Regions from separate parts of the Zea mays genome. Here region 2 is linked to region 1. A link is a contact called in public Hi-C data. All regions are on one chromosome and are shown on one strand. Each heading gives the region's core, a stretch centred on a gene start, on an enhancer-like site or on the middle of the called end of the contact. The rest is flanking DNA. Distances are from core to core; before and after follow the strand shown.

Region 1 (5,347 bases), core at 26-2,525:
CATTCATACAAACAGGACAGGTGTACACGTATGAAATATCCATGGGTAATCAGGTTTGGATTATTGCTTCCCAAACTCATACCCGTTTACTCAATGAGTGGAGACTTTATCCCATATCCATACCATGGGGACAATTTTTGTTTTATACCCGTACCCTAATAGAGTAATTTCCCACGACTTAGTGGGTATTGGGTACCATCAACATCTCTACTCACATGCTTTATTTTGGATTCCAGAAAAGCGACCGATGAAACAAAGTTGACAAAAAAAAAAGAGGGCATCAATGGTCGGCCGGCCATCTACTTCTCTTTTTTTTTATTCTTTTTTACTTTCTTCACCTCCAAATTTACTCGTATTCCCTATTAAAGCAAAGCAAGAGAGCTGCTAGATACGGTGAGGAGAGGGTTGCCCAATCAATCACGAGGCCGGGTTCCAATAGTGGTTGGTTACAAGTCCTAGATAGTCGACGTTGAATCGCTTCAACTGGACTTGTGTATATACAGCATACATCGGAAGATCCGCGGCTAATTTCTCAGGTCTCAATCAAGCGATAGGAGCGTGGTTTCGCGTCGAGTGCTCACTCATCTCAAGCGTCACCGTCGACCGTGGAGCACCAAATCAACCCGTGAGACGGGGCAGATTAGATTCTTCCCATCCAAGGGGCGGTCGCAATGATGACAGATGATAAAGGCGAGGTTCGCGTCGTCAGTATTAACGATAAAAAAAACACCGGCGCATCAGAATGTCCAAAGTAAAACTACTACTCCTTTTTTCATTATTTATCTTCCTAAGACTGCCCCGGTTGGACCGAACCAAACCAAACCACCACCTCGTATCGTCTGTGCCCACCGTGCTAGAATAATAGTATCGCACTGCACGATGACTATTTCCTTTTACTTTAAGTTACAAAACCATTGGATTTCTTACATTACAAATTAATTTAGTTCTAAATAAAAATAAATCATTTTTGATTTATGATTTATTCGATTAGAGATGGTGTAATTAATTTAGTTCTAAATAAAAATAAATCATTTTTGATTTAGGATTTATTCGATTAGAGATGGATGAAATGAGATAGAAGTGGATTAAATCTTCTTCTATTTAAAATAGAAGGAGATTTAACCTCCTCATATCCCACCCTGTTCGAAGGAGCCCAAGCCCAAGGGGCGCACGCGCACGTGGGTTGAGACGAGTGATCACTGGCCACATCCGGACCCAAAAATATCACGGGGTCGGGGGAGGATAAACATGAGCCGAACCCAACCGGGAGAAGCAGAGGGAGAGCAGTCACCAAACCAAAACCGCTCTCGAGTCTCCATCCATTCTCTCCGCTCATCCGCAGCTCTCGAGTCTCCAGCTCTAGCTAGCCTTAGCCTCGTCCAAGGGACGAAGGGGCCACCATGAGCGTGGTGATCCTGGACGGCTCCACGGTGCGCGGCTTCGTGGCGGACGAGGCGGCCTTCGCGCGCAGCCTGGACGCGCGGTTCGCCGCGCTGGACGCCAACGGCGACGGCGTGCTGTCCCGCGCCGAGCTCCGGCGCGCGCTCGAGTCCTTCCGCCTCCTCGACGGCGGCGGCTTCGGGTCCGCCCAGCCGGCGCCGCTCCCCGCCGAGGTCGCCGCGCTCTACGACGCCGTCTTCGAGCAGTTCGACGCCGACCACAGCGGCGCCGTCGACCGCGCCGAGTTCCACGACGAGATGCGCCGCATCATGCTCGCCGTCGCCGACGGGCTCGGCTCCCAGCCGCTCCAGGTCGCCGTGGACGACGAGGGCGGGAGCTTCCTGCTCGAGGCAGCCGAGCACGAGGCCGCTGGGATCGCCGCCAAGATCGAAGCCAACCGCAAGGCGGAGGCGGAGGCGGAGGCGGCCAAGTGACGACGTGTCCCTCGTGCGGGCCCTGCGCTTGATTTTCTGGGTGTTTGCTACTACGTACTAGTACTACTTACCTGGCGGCCGATGTGCCGCCGCACGTGTACGGTATACTACGTAACTAGAAGCGGCCAGCACCAGCTACTCAAATCACTGCTGATGCTACTTGTGAACGGAATAAAACCTGTCAATCATTTTAGTGGTCTTGCTTGCATAAAACACTTCTTTGTCGTCAAATCTTCGGTCCACTTTCTTGTAGCCCTAACAGCACTTGTTAGTGAGGAGATTTTTGTCATTGTGAAAGACGACACGCTGCTGCTGAGGACTTGTTCGATTGGTTATTTGTTCTCAATCCATGTGGATTGACATGGATTGAGTGAGATTATGGATATGGATTGAGTGAGATTATGGATTGAGTGAGATTGGATAAATTTAAATCTTAAGTAAATTAATTTTTTTTAATTTTTTTCTAATTTTATCTAATCTATATATAATGAGAATAACCGAACAAGGTCTTCTTTTCAATTCTATTTAATATATGTATAATGGAAATAATCGAACAATGCCTGAAATGAAAAACCTTCCCAAATAGAAAACCTTCACCCGTCTTTGTCATTTACCGTTATTACTGTTATAAATTTAGAGAATGCTTTCAATATATTTATATATATTAAATATCTTAATTCTGAATAAAACAAGCATATAACTCAGATAAATGTCATATGTAATTATAGCAGCAATGGACAGTAGCAATTTTAGGACATGTAAACATATAAAATAGCTACTCAGGTCCATTTCAAAATTAAACATGGCTTGCAGATGAAAAAGACAGATTTATTGTTTATCTTTTTATATTGCTTCAAAATAGCGGGTTGCTGCACTAGACAACCCTCCAACGTTAAAGGGTGATCAAAAATCATCGACTAATGTGACAGTCATATCTTACCAAATCAGGGTTTTAGATCAAATATAATAAGCCTAATAATCAAGTATAAATACTAATAGTAAGGAGTTGTAAACTAAATAATATAGCAGAATTTAACACAGGTAAACAGCCTCAACAAATAGAGATATAATTAGGCCTAAATAATATTAATGCTGAAAAGAAGGGGATCCACTTCCCTTATGAAGGGAGATGACCAGGGCAGCCGCCAAGGATGGATCCATGCGAGATGCGCAAGCTTCGGCGTCAGTTCCGTGGGAACCGGGGAGGAGTTGAGCGCCGCCGCCCCAACTCTGACGCGAGTTTTTTCTGGGAAACACCTTGCTCGGTCTCCCCTCCGTGCTTTGCCTGCGCGTAGGTTTTGGTTGCCGCTGGCTGGGCTGCTCGGCCAGCCGGCCTAGTAGCGGCCCAGCTGGCCAGCCTTTTTTTAATAAAGTGAAAACTTAAAAATGGTCATCAATCCCCACCATTTTCACTCTTATTTTCTAATCAATGTCATTGAGCTCCCGTACTATTTATATACTACTTTTCGGCAGTGATACTTGTTAGGTTTGAACCAAAGCCTATCCCAGTGTACTCCAACCCTGCACGAGTAAGCGGAGGACTACGCCTTGATCCACAAACCCTAGTGTGAGAATCTTCACACAAAAGGCACATAGTACTAGGCAGATTATCTGCTTCTCTTACGGGGCAGGGCGTTACGGTCATGCCCTTTAATATCTATTCATGAACTCACTAGAGAGAAAACCCCATTCTCTCCCGGACTGCGACCCCACAGTCAGCTCATATAGGTGAAATCATTAAGGAAATTTTGTAGGACAATTTCCCTGCTTATAGCATTGACTTCATTAAGAGCATATCGCTCAACCTGCCATACAGATAGAGCACAACAACTAATGAGACTCTTTGTCTTTTGTGCTCTTGGTTCCATAGTGCTTCGTTTCCTGGAGCCTGGATCTCGGGACCTCCGGTCACACAGGATAGTTATCCGCAGTTGAAACCGCTAACAGGGTACGAGTCCCATTCCCATGCACACTGCTTGGATTGGCTTTTGAGCCAGTCCTTTGGTGAAAGGATCAACAAGGTTCCTTTCAGACTTGATGTAATCTATTGTTATTACACCCGTCTCTCTAGCATGCTGACATGAATCAAGTCGTCTTCTGATATGCCTCGAGGATTTTTGGTTGTCCTTTCTACTGTTCACTTTCAGCAACACAGAAGTGTTGTCACAGTATACTAGGACAGCCGGTATCGGCTTTGCTAGCATTGGAAGGTCTGACAACAGGTCTCTCAACCATTCAGCCTCCAATGCTGCTAAATCAAGTGCAACTAATTCAGCCTCCTTGGTGGAACGTGTCGATATTGTTTGTTTAGACGATCTCCATGACACGACCCCACCAGCTAAAGTGAACACATAGCCACTTGTAGACTTCATTTTATCCGAGTCAAAGATCCAATTTGCATCACTGAATCCTTCAAGTACTGACAGAAATCTGGTATATTTAATACCAAGATTCATAGCTGCCTTCAAATATCGAAGCACTCTATACAAGGCTACCCAGTGTCTATCTCCTGGACTGACCGGATAATGAGCCAGTCTGCATATTGCATATGAGATTTCTGGTCTAGTTGCACTGCTCAGGTACATGAGAGATCCGATGATCTGCGAATATAGTAGCTGGTTCACAGGCTCGCCTTCATGTTTACAGAGCGTGTAGGATGGATCATAGGGCGTGGTGACTGGTTTATAGTCCAGATGTCCAAAGCGAGTCAGGACCTTTTCCACATAATAGGATTGTGACAAAGTAATCCCATCCTCACCCTTTATTAGCTTGATATTCAATATTACATCAGCTTCACCCCAAGTCCTTCATATCAAAGTTCTTGGAGAGGAATACTTTTGTCTCCATGATAGCCTCCAAATCGGTCCCAAATATCAATATGTCATCAACATATAAACACATGATGACACCTTTGCCCCCAGAGAAGTGATAATACACACATCGGCTTCGTTTACGCAAAACCTGACAGTGGTCAGAGTATTATTGAACTTCCCATGCCATTGTCTGGGAGCTTGCTTAAGATCGTATAAGGATTTAATCAGGCGACACACTTTGCTCTGTTGTCCTTTAACCACAAATCCTTCTGGTTGCTGCATATAAATTTCCTCTTCCAGCTCTCCATTTAGGAATGTTGTCTTTACGTCCATTTGATGGACAAGAAGTTTATAAGCAGCCGCCAGCGCTAAGAGCACACGGATTGTGGGCAATCGAGCCACTGGAGAATAAGTATCAAAATAATCATCCTCTTTCTTTTGAGTAAAACCCTTAGCCACAAGACGGGCCTTGTACTTTTCAATAGTACCATCGGGTCTCCTCTTCCTCCTAAAGATCCATTTGCAGCCCATAGGCTTGCAACCAGCCGGGAGATCAGTTATCTCCCAGGTTCCGTTAGAGATGATTGAATCCATCTTGCTACGGACAGCCACCCTCCAGTACTCTGCATCCGGAGATGTATATGCCTCTGTGAGGGAGCG
Region 2 (4,711 bases), core at 2,051-4,550, 280 kb before region 1:
TCCCCACGCAGCCACCGTCTATGACACGGCCCTCCATTCCCGTGTCCTTCTCTCCAGCGTCGGCGCCCGTCCCCACAACATCGCCTCTCTCTGCCGCCTTCATTCCGATCTCCGTCTCTGTCTCCCCCATCCCCGTGCCTCAAAACTGTGGCACTGTTATATCTGAGGCACCTCAAAATTTCAATGTTTGACACATTACCATAAGAATGTGACACCGTTAGATGTTACTTGATTTAATACAAACTATGGTTTTCTGTGACAATTACCAACTTGCTTGAATAAATAGGCTACAAACAAAACACATGACTAGTGTTACAGGAATACCATTCGATTGCTTTCTGTTCGACACAACGATATTTTTGTAAGATACACCTCCAAAGGTGATTCGAAGATAGTTACTAACTTGGGTTGAGTAGTTTAATAGATATGTAGTAATGCCACATTCACATCATGCCATTCCATAGCTCTTCATTTTTACATATTTCAGTCATTACTCATGCCACATGCATAAAAAACATGGACATCAAAGTTGTTGATTAGTCTGTGAGAGATTGGCGTTCCTAAGTTTCCAAAGGCAACTAAGATATTTTACAAAATCACAGAGAACAAAGTTTGGATCATATGGAACCTAGAAGAACGCAGTTGGTTCATAATACATATTGATCCTTCGGAAATACAGTAATGGCAAAGATCCGAGCTACCTATGGTCATGGCAAGCTCCCATTAACTATTCTTTGCTAAGAATAACGAGCTCTCAAACCAATTGTCTCCAGAAAAATTAATATCCCCTACTGTGAGGAAAATGTGTGATGTGATAATCTAGCTCAGATCGAGGGGGGTTCTGATCATGTAACTCTCTGCAGAGTCCAACAATGGAGCCATTAACCCCTGCATTTGCATACAATTGTTTCCTTCTAGCAGCAAGCCAACACAAACCTATGTGTATGTCACTGCTCAGCCTAGAGTCTAACATGACAAACTAAATCCCAATATTTCTTGCGAGGCAGAACGAAACCAAAGGCCCACGCGTCGCTCACTCCACGGGCGACACGAGCGGCGACCCCGCCACCGCCACCGCCACCACAGCCGCCACTTCCTCCTTCCTCACGCCTCGCCGCCGCCAGAGCAGTCTGCCGGAAGACCGCGCGGATGCAAGGATGACGGCGACAGGGCCATGGCCACGAAACCCCTCCTGCATCCACTGCTTGGCTTGACCGCCGTCGGCGTCCATGGAGGCAGCGTCGCGCTTGGAGCCAGATCCGCACGCGGGGATGTGTGGATCCGGTGGGCTAGGGGCCAGACCTGGCCATCCCTCAGTTCATGGTCACGGAGTTGGGCGCTCCGGTGGTGGCGCGGGCTCCGTGGTTCTATTGCCGGCCACACCAGCGTGGGAGCTCTACCGCGTGGTGGAGCTGCCTCTGTTCGGAGGGCGTGGTGCAGTGTGAAAGGCCACGGCCGGTGACCCAGATCGGGGCGGTTGGTGGCTGCAGCAGGCTTGCCTTGGGACGCACAGTCAGATCCGGCAGTCTGGTGGCCGGATTTGCCGTCCCTAAGGTCGGAGTCGATTTGTGGAGAGCCGGCGGGCGAGCTCCCCATGGTGGTGTGGCGGTGAGGAGCGGAGGAAGGTGCAGCGAGTTGTGGCCTGCTCGTGCGGACGATGCAGGCCAGTTCCGCGGTGACGCCGGCCAGGGGGCAGGATGGCGTGGTGGTGGTGGTGGTAGGGTGCTCGGCGATAGCTGGCTTCAGTGGTCGTGTGTGTTAGTGCCATCGATGCCTGTTGGCTTCGGCTCTGGCACGCACCAGTGTGACGCACGTGGCAAAGAGTTGTCCGGTTCTATGTGCCCAGCCGGAGGGGGTGGCGGCCGACGCAGCTTTGTGGCTGCTGCGGCAGCCGGCGCGTTGATGCCCCTCTAGAGGGGTTCGTGCGGGATGTCAGGACGGTGGTGACGGTGGTTCTTGGCCTGACGTTGGTGCTGGGTGGGCTTTTTGGCGAAAGCCTTCACGGGTGTCGCTTCCCTGTTGGGGGTGTCGCATTCATGTAATCATGTCTTCCTTGGGCGAAAGCCAGGTCCATCGCGGACATGTGACGGTGTCGTCCCCGACATCGCTCCCTTCCTGAAGGTGTCGCATTAAAGTTTGTCTTGGCCACGGCTTCGCCTTCGGTGGTTGCTTTCGCTTATCGGGGTCTGGTATGCGGGTGAAGGTGGGACTTTGCAACGTGAAGTCGAAGCTATTACATCAGGGGATGTGGCTCGGGAATAATGACAGATGTCGAGACCCCCTTCTTCGACTAGATTGTTTCGGAGATTTTGGCATTTGCCGAGGGCAGGACAGAGGTTCAAGCTTGTTGGTGAAGAATCGGAGCTGCCTCGTGTGGGGTATGTTGAGGCTTGGCAACGACGGCGCACCGCGATCTTCCCCCTTCTGTGCCGGTGTTTGAATGTAGGTGTAGTCGTTTTCTTTGGCCATGTGTGGCCCGTCTTACGGAGTAGGAGCTGCTTGTCCCTTGGGTCGAGCTCGGCAACGATGCCTCTAGATGAGTTGTGTGGGTTAGGCTTTCATTGTCTGGCCTGTTTGTGCATTTTGTATAGGTTTCGGGTCCGGTTATCCTTAAAACTAGCTCCTGTTCCTGCGTTACGTTAAAAAAAATCCCAATATCTCTTGCTACATATAGTGCTACGGATGGTCCCGTGATTTCCCCTTAAACCCACAGGTCACAAACGCAGATAAAATTACATCGCGCTCACTAAGTCTGTTCGCCACACGTGAAACGTTCGTTCAACGCCTGCGCTCTGCAAACCCTAATTCAGTTCCGAAAAAACAAGGAAACGAGACCATGGTGCAGTAAGAAAAACTTCGGCACAATATGTTGCGAGGGATGGGGATGGGTATATTAGTGGTACCCCAGTCATCGGCATCGTCGGCGTCGGACGCGGCGGGGCCGGTCAGCCGGTGCGGATCCATCAGGCGCAAACGGACATCGAACTCCTGACGCGGATGGGCGCGAGAGCCCGGGTCCGCTACTTCAAGGGCTCCGGCGGCGTCGGTGGGGGTGAGGGGGCTGAGGTTAGGCGGCCGCCGGCCACGGAATCAGGATGAGGAAGGCGGGTGCGCTGTGTCTGGAGGAGCAGATGCGGCGAGGCAAGGTCGGAAGAACAAAACAAAGCAAGAGATGATGAGAAGGAACTGGAGTTTGGAATCTGGCGGGTAGTATGACAGTTTTACCCCTGAATTTCTGGTCCTCCCGACCTATCTCGAGCTGGAAAATTTGAGAAACCAAACAACTGTTTCGATGCATACATCTCTTTCTACTAGGAAACACCAAATTTTACAAACCGTTTTTATTGTTGTTGACGTATTTTTTGGCGCCAAACACTCAACACGAACCAGCGGCGGTGCTCTCTGATCAGGCGCGGACGATCCGTGGCCAGGGGTCGGACGGTCCACGATCTAGCGCGAGGCTAGGGTTCTCTGCCTGACGGCCGAACGGTCCGCGCCCTAAGGCCGGATGGTCCGCGCGTGCGCAGGGGCGGTGAAAGATCGCCGGTGGCGCCTGGATCTTGCTCCCGGGAGGGACCCATCGGGGAGGAGAGATTCTAGGAGTTGTCTAGGCTCGGGCAGGCCGACCTAGACTCCTCTAATCGACGTAGAGTCGAAGAGAAGCGGAGAATTTGAGGATTGAGAGGCTAAACTAGAACTAGACTAGAACTACTCCTAATTGTACAGGAAATAAATGCGAAATAGAAGTGTTATTGATTCGATTGATAATTACAAATCGGCTGTATACCTCTCTATTTATAGAGGAGGGGGGCTGGACCCTTTACAAACTAATTTCCGAGCTAATTTCGTGAATCTAGCTAACAACCGTAGCATAAAACTCGAAACCCTAAACTGCTCTGCGCATGCGCGGACCGTCCGGCCCATAGGCACAGACTGTCCGAACCGCGGACCGTCCGGCCTCAGGGCCGGACCGTCCGCCAGCTTAATTAAGTGCTCAACATATGCCCCCTGCCTTTTGGTAGAGCTGAGTAAACCAAAAGCAACTAACTCGATGTGATTACATCGGTTCTCTTAGACATCTTGCCACATACTAGGATGGTACTGTTTGAGGAAACGCCCATTCAAAGCCTTGGGTAAATCCTTGCCTTGTAATGTTTGTAGTAAATAGGCGTTACCAGACATTACCTGTTTTACTTTATAAGGACTCTCCCAGCTTGGCAACCATTTCCCAAACTTCCGGTCTTTATTCCTTAGAGGCAGGATGGTCTTCCACACTAGGTCCCCTACTTGAAATGACTTCGCTTTGACCTTCTTGTTGTAGGCCCTGGCTACCATAATCTTGTCCTTTTCTATTGCTCCCAAAGCTATCACCCTCTTGTCGGTCACCTCATCAATATTATCCATCATTGAATTATAATAATCAATGACGGTTATATCATTTTGTCTGGCGAACCTGACAGCATTCAAACTTATTTCCACAGGCAACACTACTTCCTGCCCATAGACAAGCTTAAAAGGAGATACTTTAGTAGCACTATGTTTAGATATTCTGTGAGCCCATAAAGCTTCGGACAAAATCTTATGCCAATGCTTAGGATTATCGGATATCTTCTTCTTTATCAAGTTAATCAATGTCCTATTACTAGACTCGGCCTGCCCATTGGCCTGAGCATAATATGAAGATGAATTAAGCAACTTAATTCTATATAAT

The links. A called contact is a pair of places that touch in the nucleus more often than the background predicts.
Region 2: a Hi-C map of ear shows a contact between it and region 1, with 2.6 times the contacts expected there. The contact joins the promoter of LOC103636270 here to the promoter of LOC100191804 in region 1. A contact is called at or near these places in 2 of 25 Hi-C or Micro-C datasets (ear and leaf).

Annotation. Positions count from the first base shown.
Region 1 is chr1:72,339,439-72,344,785 of Zm-B73-REFERENCE-NAM-5.0, reverse strand. LOC100191804 reads left to right here and starts at 1,275. Exons shown (of 1, transcript NM_001137229.2): 1 at 1,275-2,102. The coding sequence starts at 1,401. The coding sequence ends at 1,874.
Region 2 is chr1:72,624,021-72,628,731 of Zm-B73-REFERENCE-NAM-5.0, reverse strand. It overlaps LOC103636270, which reads right to left and starts at 3,300. Exons shown (of 3, transcript XM_008658634.4): 1 at 2,904-3,300. The coding sequence starts at 2,964.